Regions from separate parts of the Rattus norvegicus genome. Here regions 1 and 3 are each linked to region 2. Evidence: chromatin contacts called from public Hi-C data. All regions are on one chromosome and are shown on one strand. Each heading gives the region's core, a stretch centred on a gene start, on an enhancer-like site or on the middle of the called end of the contact. The rest is flanking DNA. Distances are from core to core; before and after follow the strand shown.

Region 1 (3,217 bases), core at 473-2,972, 890 kb after region 2:
GTTGTGACTCAGAGTTGGTCATCAGTAAAGGGCAGCTTATAGTGTGACAGTCATGTGACACTTACCCAGGGCTGCCAAACCTACTACAAGCTCTGACAACCCATGTTGACAAATAGCTTCAGGTGAAAGTGTCATTCCACCCACATAATGTATTGCCAGCCCAAAGCTTCATGCCCTTCTTAAATCAAACATGGAGCTGGTTGCTGACTCTTCCACCTAAAGTCAGTCCCAAATGTGGGTGATGGTTGCTTCTGGGACAATTGGAGTGGGACATAAATGCCGATGACTAGGCAGGGATTTGGTCCTAGAAGACCCTAGCAAATACAGTGCCTGCCCTTTGAGCACCACCAACTACCGTATGATAGGCAAGATTTGATTAAAGACTGATTTTCTGCTCAACTTTCCTTCCATTGACTCAACAGTGTGTGAGTGTGTGGGGATGTTTGAGTGTGTGTGTGTGTGTGTGTGTGTGTGTGTGTGTGTGTGTGTGTGTGTGTGAACTAAGGGACTTGCATTCAGAATTCTGGGTCCTCGGTGGCCTTGTTTTAGCCTAGGTTCCGGTTAAGTCACAACCAGTACCCAAAATGATACATTTGGAAGGTAACCCAAGACACCAGGACAGAAAAAATAGTAAGTGAAGCAAAAATAACAGGAATACAAAATGCTGTACACAAATCTGACAACAGGGAGCAACTGCAGACACCTGCTCCCTTCCTCCCCACTTGAGTTTTGCCTCAAAATCATCAGTCTGGGAAAAGGAAAAGAAGCTTCCACCTTCTTCAGTACGAACACCCCTTCCTTATAGCATTGAATTCTCAAAAAATGCAACCTTAAAAACTGAACCACTTGTCAAAAGTCAGCCATCAGAACCCATGGCAGCAAGAACCTCTTGCATAAATGCCACAGAGTCATTTGTATAAGCAGGGGACATCCACGCCATCCCTCTACGGCAGATGCCCCAGGGCTGAACACATCACCCACAGTGTCTCATTCACTGGTCCTCAGATCCCAAACGTGACACCTAGGAGGCTGGATTTCCCCAATTGGGGTATCAAATTAAAACTGTGCGATTTTCCTTGGGGTCCTCTGCCCTCCGTCACTTAAAGATGTAAACTCTAGACATGAATCCTCATCATTCTTGATGCCACACGGGCAATAACCTGCCAGAAGGCAATGATCTCCAGAAGACCAAAGTCATGGTGAGAAGTGGTTTCAGAGACATGGGTGTGAAGTCTAAATAAAGCGAAAGAGCTAGGGAGGAAAAACATTCCCAGAATGCAAAGCAAACCCCAACAATACAATAGGCAGCAGAGGACAAATGACAGCCATGACTTCAGGGGCTCTGATTAACCAGACTGGCTGCTGCTGCTGAAGTCAGAGCAAAGGCAAGATTTTCCTGGTTGGAGGGATGGGAGAGGAGGGGCGCGTCTCTTCTCAGGGATTCAAGGAAACATTCAACAAGGAGGGCAGCAGGATACCTGAGGGCTGTGCCTTTGGTTGTCCCAGAGAAATGAAAACTGAGAACCACAGCTCCTCTCTTGTGAGGTGAAGTAGCTTAGCAATAGAAAGACAGCGAGCCATCCGCCCGGAGCAATTATGTTTTCATTATTATTCCCAAGCTGCCGTGTCACAAATCACATTTTCCGTCCCGGGGCATGTCGGTGCACAGCTGCTGATTGCAGGTCCCATCCCCACACCAGCTGACTGCTCCAGCCTGGCCCTGGGAGCAGCAAGCTGGTGGCTCATTAACCGCAATACCTGCTCACCGACAGCAAGCCCAGCGGAACAGATGCTGCAGATTTAAGGACGTTCTCCCCCATTTGAAATGAATACAAAGTTGGGCGCTTTTTCTCTTTTTCTTTCTTTTTTTTTTTTTAACAAGCTCCTATTGGGAGTTTTGGGGAGAGACTGTGAAACTCTTGTAGATTTTCATGTCCGTCTGCGTTACAGCTCAGCTGAGACTATTGAAGATGGGCACAGCTTTGCTTCGCAGGCACAAATACAAACACACCCAGGCGCCCCTAGCTTTAAAACTGAAAATTTAAAGTGCCAAGCTTTGGATAGCCAGGGGGCCACAATGCTTGTGCTGCCATCGTGTGGCTACAACGGGAACTGCACCGGAATTGGACTGCCAAATTCGACAAGGTCTAATTTGGGCTTCCTCTGCTTTTTCCCCTCTAGTCCTCCCTGTCTGCTTCCTGCTCTTCTGAAGCAGCTTCTGCTTTGAAGTAGTGTAGTAAAAAAGAAGAAGAAGAGTGAAAGAGAAGTCAATTAGCTAGGTCCCACTGTTTGCAAGTCGGTGTTCCTGGGGCTTAGCATACCTTTCCCTGGTTAATCCTCACAAAGCTCTCTGTGGCAAGCACTATTATTGACAAACAGTGCTCAAAGGAGGCTCACTTAGAATCCACCGTTCTTGATCCCTCCATTAGGTGAATTCAAAGTCAAAACTGAGTTCTGTAGAACTTGCAGACTGTGTTTAAAGGCACAAGGTTAATTAAAAGGTAGTTCATCCTTTAAGTTAAAAAAATCCTTTAAGTTAAAAACAATCAGTTATTTTAAAAACTTTTATATTACTACTACATCCTTAGGTCTGATCTGTTGTCTCTAGTCTGTAATTTATAGATTAGTGATTTTCATTCTGCAGATATAAGGTTATAGATAAAACGGGCATAATTATTATCGCACGACCACATTCTTCTTTTAAGGGCCTTCCAATCTTTTTAGAATTTTGAAACTGTTATGGCTGAATATGAATATAATCAGGGCTGGAGATCTTGTCATCTTTCATGCAGCCTTGGTTTCCTGCATTGCTTAGGAAGGTCTCTTAAGAGGCTAGAAAAGTGACTCACGGGTTAATGGTGCTTACTATTTTTGCAGAGGACCAGGTTCAGTTCCCAGCACCCAGGGAGGGGTTCCCAACCCTCTGGAACTCCAGTCTCAGGTTCTCTGATCCTTCTTTTGACCTCCACGTATGTATGGGGTACATACCTGCATTCACATAAAACAGTTTGCTGTGAGATTGTGTGTCCTGGCCATGACAGAAGCTACACTCACGAAGTCTCACCAACATAGTGCCTAAATGTGAACTGAACAGGAACGCCACACTTGACATGTCAATGGAGAAGGGGGGGTGGGGGCAGGAGGCCTCAACCCTACACAAACACCTACAGGGGACTGAGGAATGCTGACACTGAGAGAAATAGTCTTCTGTCGGAAG
Region 2 (3,555 bases), core at 627-3,126:
GCACTGCAGACGCCCAGGAATCGCCATCGGCCTTGGCCTCCTTCAGAGGCTGAGGGAGGCGACTGTAGGGAATACAGTCTGCCAAAAGCCTAGGCGCAAAGTTTTGCGCCACCTGAAGGAGAAAGGCGAGAGGCGCCGCGGTGCTCGGCCCCCTCCGGTGCCGGCTCTTTGCGCCGCCGACCGGGTCCGGGTCCCTACTCGCGCCGTCGCCCGGCTCTTACCCAGCCGGCGCCGCCGCCCCTCTCCGCCCTCCTCTTTCTCCACCCCCAGCGCGCCCCCCTTCCTTCCTTTGCCGGCTTTTCTTTCCTATTGCTGACTTGGAGGGGAGAGCTCAGTCTCAGGCTCTAACAAGCCTCTCCAAAGGGGAGGGGGTGTCAAATAATAAGAGACACCTCCCTGCTACACTCTAAACCGCGACGCCACTGCGCCAGAGACCCCACAGCGATTCAGCACCCGGTGCAGGGCGTCTTCCCTCTCCCCGCCGAGGGTAGCAGCTGTTACCGAACAGCTCAGATCAAGACTCACCGCAGTCTCCCTAGCAATTCAGGGGCGCGGGGAATACCCGCGGATCCCAACCAGGAATGTGAGGATTCCCTCTGGTTTTCCCCAAGTCAACGAATCGGTCACATCCCTGCCCCAGTTTTGCCTCTCCTCAGTGCGCTAGTCCAACACCAAGTCCTAATACCGCGGAGGGTTAGGCTTAAATTTTACTATGATCACTATTTTTAAAGCCCAATGGCAACTTCTTAAAAGGATCAGGGACCGGTTGCAATCGCCGCCGGGGATTGGCGGGCGGGACGCACCCCCGAGTTGGTCTCAGGCTGTCAGAAATGCACCAAGCCGAAATTTAAATGCCCTCCCAAAGACTGGGAAGTCAGAGGCTACGGAGCCTTCTCGCTTTTTGCGGAGAACACGCAAAAGGTAATCCCTTTCCCAAAGACCTCAGGATACGAAGGGCTTCCTTTGGCCACCGCGAAGAGACCTCCGGCTTTGACACCCCCCCCCCCAAAGGACATAAATATCAATTAATGTAGCACAGCAAGAATGTCCAACCGGCCCGGGTCAGCGTCAGCCCACGGTAACCTCTGGAAGACAGTTTCAAAATGCACCCCGGTTTTTTCCTTCCCCTTTCCTGTCATCTTGACAAGTCGTTCTACCCCGACTCAGATCCACCTCAACTCCGCCCCGGCCTACCCCAACTACTCTGAGTAAAGTGTCAAAAGCACAGAAATTGAATAAAGACTGTTCTAACCGGTCGCTACACTCAGGACGTAGAGAAAACAGTAGAAGACCAACAGATCTGTGCTTACCGGGTTTTCCACCTCCCAAAGGAAATTCAGGCTTCAAATAACGCGAGGAGCTCTTTTCAGGGGAGCCGATCGCGGGCAGAGGCAGAGAACACTGTCCCCAAATAGACAAAAATTCCCTCCCCTGCGCCTGGGGAGTCCTGTCCTGGCTCGCAGATTGTAAGTTCCAGTGAGAAGTGTCTGCCCGTTGCAATGGGCAAAGTTTCCCAGAGGCGGCGAGGGTTGCGACCGCTGATGTTGGGTCAGCGGGAGGATTGGGTCGAGGAGGCAGCAAGCCTGGAGGCAAAGCCCTTCTCACTCCAGAGCTGCCTTCCTAGGAAGCCCGGAGTGGGGCTCTGCACACTGGGCTCTTCCAACCCGCCCGCTCACTCCCTCTGTCTCTCGCTGGAATTACTACAGCGAGTCAGAAAAAAAACGCCCGAAAAGCTTCTTTTATACTGCGACTCCGGATCCCTCCCCTCGCTTCTTTTTCCCGCCAAGCCTCGGCGAAGCCCTGCCCTTTTGGAGGCAGGAGGCGAGCGGAGTGGGCGCGGCGGAGGCGGCAGCGGAGAGCAGCGCAGCCCGGGGGTCCTTAGCCGTGCAGACCCCCGGATTATAAAGGGCGGGTGGGCGGGGATTAGCCAGAGAATCTCTTTCTCCCTCCCCTCCCGACCTCTATTTTTTTCCTCCTCTCGCTCCCCCGCCCTCTGCTTTGGGAACTCGGGAGGGGCACTAGTGGGGAGCCGGGGAAAGAGGAGGAGCCTCAGTCCCGCAGCCCAGTACTCCGACTCGGGGTGTAAACAGTAATAGCGCAGCATGAATTAACTGCGCGCCCGACCATTTTCTCCTGCTCGCGCGTCGGTCCTTTCCCTTTCTGTACAGTTGTTCGGGCGCAGCGCTCGGCTGAACTGTGTTCTTGTCCTGCGTGTATTAGTCACCGCAGGTGGAACAGCTGCCTCGCTCCACACAATACGCCGTGTACCCTGAGCCGCGTCACGCACGTCTCGGGCGGCCAGTCGTCTCTCTAAGGTCGGGGAAACAGAATTTAAAAAGGGAAGGACGAAAAAAAAAAAAAGAGTTATGTAGGAGCCCTTGCTCAGTGTGGAGTGATAGTTGAAGACCTACGACAGATGAGGTCTGAGCAGAAAAACGATGCCTGGAATCATTAAAATTGCTCAGCAACTCAATGCCACGTATACTTGGAGAGCCACTTAGGAATAAACAGCCACTGCATCTCTCGGGGAGGGCAGTGTGTATTTTGCGTTTGGGCGTACAGCTATGTTGACTGGGCACATTCTTTACAGAATGAATCCCCCAATTTGCTGCCAGAAAGGCCCTCCACTCCAACACCTCCCGTTCGGACCTTCCACCAGGCGGGGTGGGGTGGAGGCGGCTCCTTGCCCCGTAGGTCTTTCTGCGCGTTCCAGAGCTGGAGTAGAGTAGGACTGCGGCGGTGGGCGCGCTCTACCCGGATCCTCCCGGTCGAGTCTCTGCCAGTCTACACCCCATGCACCTCCACTCAGAGTTCCAGTTCCACAGCCAGTTTTCACTAAAGGCAAATCCTCTTTGCCCCTGTGGAGCCAGTTTGCACCAGACTCCGGCTTAGAGGTTGGGGGTGGGGGGGGGCGGGAATCAAGGCGCTAGACGCGAGAATATGCCATGGATTGGGGGTTGGGGGAAACCCGGACTTCCCAGAAAGGGGGAGGAGTAGAATTGCCAACCCAGATCTGGGGAGCCTGCGGAGACCCTAGAATAAAGGAAACCGTTAACCCCTTCCTCTCAGGACAAACCCCAAACTTTCCCCTTTTATTACTGGAATCGTAATTATGCACTTAAAAAAAGGTCGGCCCGGGTCAGATCAAAGTAACGTTGTGTCTTTGCCTTCGTATGTGTGTGTTAAACTAATTAAAAGCCGACTCTAATTTTTACACTAATTTCCCAATTTACTTTTTCCTCAATACCATGCCGTGCATTTTGTAGAGTCCCCAAAGGTATACACACTTAATATATACACGATAACCTAGTTTATTAACCAACGTGAAACATGAATCTTTTGCTCTGTGTTTTGGTTCTAGATTTATTATATAGTGCATATTTCCTCGGGATTTGCTTATCCTACGCATCAAAACCCAAAGCAGTCTCCTCATTCAGGACTCCTCGCCCCAAGGCATTTTAAGAAACCTCTCACTGCTACCCCCTAAAAAAAGAAGAGACTACAGTAGCGTGTAGCGTGTGTAAGGTGCGCATTGTTCAAAGTAGTCATTAGCCA
Region 3 (3,375 bases), core at 479-2,978, 640 kb before region 2:
AAACCCATGTCTTTCTGGGTCTGGGTTATCTCGCTCAGGATATTTTCTAGTTCCATCCATTTACCTACAAATTTCATGAAGTCCTTGTTTTGAATTGCTGAATAGTAAATGCTTGCTTGTCTCCTGGGAGGCTTCACCCAGCAGCTGATGGAAGCAGATACAGAGACCCATAACCAAACATCAGGCAGAGTTCGGGGAGTACTGTGGAGAAGGAAGAGATGGAACTGAGCAAGTCGAAGTGGTCAAGGTCACCACAAGAAGACCTACAGAGTCCATTAAACTTGCTCATGGGGGCTCACAGAGATAAAACCAACAATCAAAGATCTCCTCAGGCAGGAGATGGACCTAGGAACCCTATATATTAGTACCAGATGTGCAGCTTGCTCTTCATGTGGGACCCCTAACAAGTGGAACAAGAGACTCAGGCTCTCTCTGACTTTATTCCCTGCTACTGCATCCCCTTCCCCTAAATGAACTGCCTGGTTGGACCTCAGTGAGAGAGAATATTCTCAGTCCTGGTGGGACTGGATGCCCCAGGGCAAGATGGTACCTAAGGAGGGCTTCCCCTTCTCTAATGAGAAGGGAAGGAACTAATAGGGGGAGAAATTAGTAATAGCAGGACTGGGCAGAGACAGGGGTCAGGCTTTGATTAGAAAGTAAAGTGAACAGATAAATTAATTAATAGAGGAAAAAGAACTAAGTACTGAACTGTGGATCCAAAGAACGGTGGTGTCGGGTACGGTTAGAGGAGTGAGCTGACAAGTGCTCCAAGAAGACTCCTTATACAAGATTAGCATACAGAAGTTTGACACTGAGAATATGAGCAGGAGGACATTTTGGGTAGGGATAAACCTTGTTTCACAGGACAAAAAAAATTCTAAGTAGCACAGTATCCTGATGCTAACTAAACTCAAAAAAAAATAATAAAATAAAATGCATCCTAATGAAAAGATAAGAGTAGGGAGGCTTAGAAAATAAAATAATGAGTTGATTTGAACTCTTATTTGTTTATCACTGTTGAGCTGTGTAGTTGGGAAAGGAGCAAAACTGATACGAGAAACAGGAAAAGCAATTGAAAATTGAAAAAAAGCAGTTTAATAATTCAGTAAATATAGATTAACTCATTTGCTGCAGATCCTCCACCAGACTAAAGTGGAGAATAAGCTTTACATGGCCCCACATTCGTAGATCTCCTGCCTCAGGAAAGAGGATGGAGAACAAACAATAAGAATAATAATAAACATAATCTAAATGAAAACATTTAGAGAGGTGGTGTTGCTGGCCTTCAAAAATATACAGTGAAAGAGCTAAGCCTATCTGGGCTAAGTCAGAAGTGAGACACATTCTTTTCTCATAGATAAGTGAGTGCCCAAATATCTGACGATTCTGGCACTATTGGTCACAATTTACCGAGCAGGCAAGAAGGAAGGAGAATAGAGAGTCAACACTTTTGCTTGAAGTGAAATCACCCAGGTCCTAAGGGAGGAAGAGCATCAGGAGGAGAGGCAGAAAGGGAGATTCCCAAAAGACTTCCCTCACTAGTCATGCCAGCTACTTGGCCTTTACCTGGAAGACTCAGGTTTCATCAAAGAGTTTTCAGCTTTTCATCCCCTTCTCCCACAGGCTAAACTGGTTTGTTGAACTTTATTGGCCTGAGCTATGCAGCAGGGTGACATTACAGCATGGATGGAAACTTGCTGTTCCTTGCATCAGAAAAGCACAGCACATCTTGGCAATGAGCTGTTTGTGTGGAAGGTGACTCAGCTCCAGCCTCTTGGTCATGCTTTAAAACAGAGGCAGGGTAGCTGTAACAAGATTCCAAGCCAGTTAGCCTTCAGCAAGCTACTGAGCACAAGGATGCAGCTGAGCGGACACTGCTGGCTCTCTCAGAAGTAAAGTAACACGGCATATCCATGGAGCGCAAAAGCAGGACCTGCTGATCCGGCCAACACTTGATATGCTGGTCACAAGCAGCATTTGTATCTTTCACCTGGACAGTGGCCCTGTCAGTTAGCAGGCATGTGACTAACTGACTCATTCTACCCCAGCACAAATCAACCAGGAGGTAATGGCTGTTGAGCTGAGAAGAGAGAGGGTTTGTGAATTGTAATGAGTTTTACCATTGCTTTCTGTGGAAACACATGGGCTTGAGAGCCAGCTAATTAATAGCCTGATCCAGTCCCTCAGCGGCTGCACAGATAGAACCTGTCTGCATCTATGTTCAGTAAATCGAGGCAGGGGCAAGAAGATAGTATTGTTTGTCATAGAGCCCTTTCTATGAACCAAGTATGTGACTGACGTCATCTGCTATGTTGTTCTTGCCTTACACATGATAGTTACATCTCACCCATAGGGTGTTTGTATGAATCATGAAATAATAAGTGGAGAGCTCAGCACTACAGACCTATTATTGTTATAATTGTTATTACTGTAAGTTTTATCTCCCATTACATAGGTGAAAACCTACAGGGAGGGAACGTTTGGCATGGCTATAATCCAGCCCTGTCCAGTCTCCTAGTTCTTGGCCTTAACCATGTGAAAACATTGCTTTCTTGTCTCTCCCCTTTGCTCCAGAGGTAAGTTGAAATCTTTGGAGAATGAATATAAGACAAAAAACAAAAACAAAAACAAAAACAAAAACAGTGATTCTTAAAATCTCAATGAATTAGAATAATGGACTCATAAGAAAATATTTTATAAATATTCATCAAGGAATATTTATGTAGCACTCATTATACTTTTATGGGAAATTATTTAAAAGTTAGGCATTCATTGCTTTTTCCTGCTCAGTGTGGAATATAGCAAATGCATGTGGAAATAAATCATTGCAGTGCCAGTGCGAGTAACACACATCGATAACACACTAAGTTCCGTTGATGTGTGTTAAGTTTCAGATGCGACCGCCAGCCTATTGCCTGCCCTGTCTCTTTAGCACTTAGAATAATTCCTTGTGACAGGAATTATTAATCCAGTTGTACAGAGACACAGGAGCTCAGCCACATCTGGTAATTTGACCAAAATTGCATAACTAAAAGGAGAACAGAACTAAAAAGCAAGCTCAGGGCTGAGTAAGACATAATTCCATGACCGCTGCCCCCTCAGTGGTTGCTCCCAAGTTCTCTGCATACAAATGTGAAGCAAACCGGTTTGACTAGATGCGTTTCCTAGGAGCAGGAGTCCCACCCACCAGCGATAGCAAGGATTGAATGATACCAGGTGAAATCACTGAAACTCCGTTTGACCCTTGAAATGATATTTTTGTACAGATTCCTATTCTACCACTTCCACCCCTTGGTGAAGGGAGGGTGTGTCTTACAGCACCAGCAGCTCCTCCTGAAGTCACTTGGGCAGTTGTCTCAGACAGCAGGCTAACTC

What was found. Hi-C and Micro-C count contacts between places; a contact is called where the count stands out from the background.
Region 1: a contact with region 2 is called in a Hi-C map of Schwann cells, with 13 times the contacts expected there. The contact joins the enhancer-like site here to the promoter of Myc in region 2. A contact is called at or near these places in 6 of 12 Hi-C or Micro-C datasets (the A7r5 cell line, Schwann cells, frontal cortex and 3 more) and 1 of 1 datasets of contacts at active chromatin or transcription factors (oligodendrocytes).
Region 3: a Hi-C map of the A7r5 cell line shows a contact between it and region 2, with 4 times the contacts expected there. The contact joins the enhancer-like site here to the promoter of Myc in region 2. A contact is called at or near these places in 2 of 12 Hi-C or Micro-C datasets (the A7r5 cell line and mammary epithelial cells) and 1 of 1 datasets of contacts at active chromatin or transcription factors (oligodendrocytes).

Annotation. Positions count from the first base shown.
Region 1 is chr7:94,595,681-94,598,897 of GRCr8, reverse strand. All of the region lies in intron 1 of LOC120093668 (a long non-coding RNA gene), which reads right to left. Among named protein-coding and RNA genes, the nearest start is that of A1bg, 210 kb to the right of the region's middle. Within about 2 kb of position 1,722, at least 25 of the 93 cell types and tissues checked have an H3K27ac peak or open chromatin away from gene starts, as enhancers often do. A contact at or near this core is called in Schwann cells, where this site is marked.
Region 2 is chr7:95,481,426-95,484,980 of GRCr8, reverse strand. It overlaps Myc (MYC proto-oncogene, bHLH transcription factor), which reads right to left and starts at 1,876. Exons shown (of 3, transcript NM_012603.2): 1 at 1,311-1,876. The coding sequence starts at 1,340.
Region 3 is chr7:96,123,089-96,126,463 of GRCr8, reverse strand. No RefSeq gene overlaps it. Among named protein-coding and RNA genes, the nearest start is that of Rgs22l, 380 kb to the left of the region's middle. Within about 2 kb of position 1,728, at least 14 of the 93 cell types and tissues checked have an H3K27ac peak or open chromatin away from gene starts, as enhancers often do. A contact at or near this core is called in the A7r5 cell line, where this site is marked.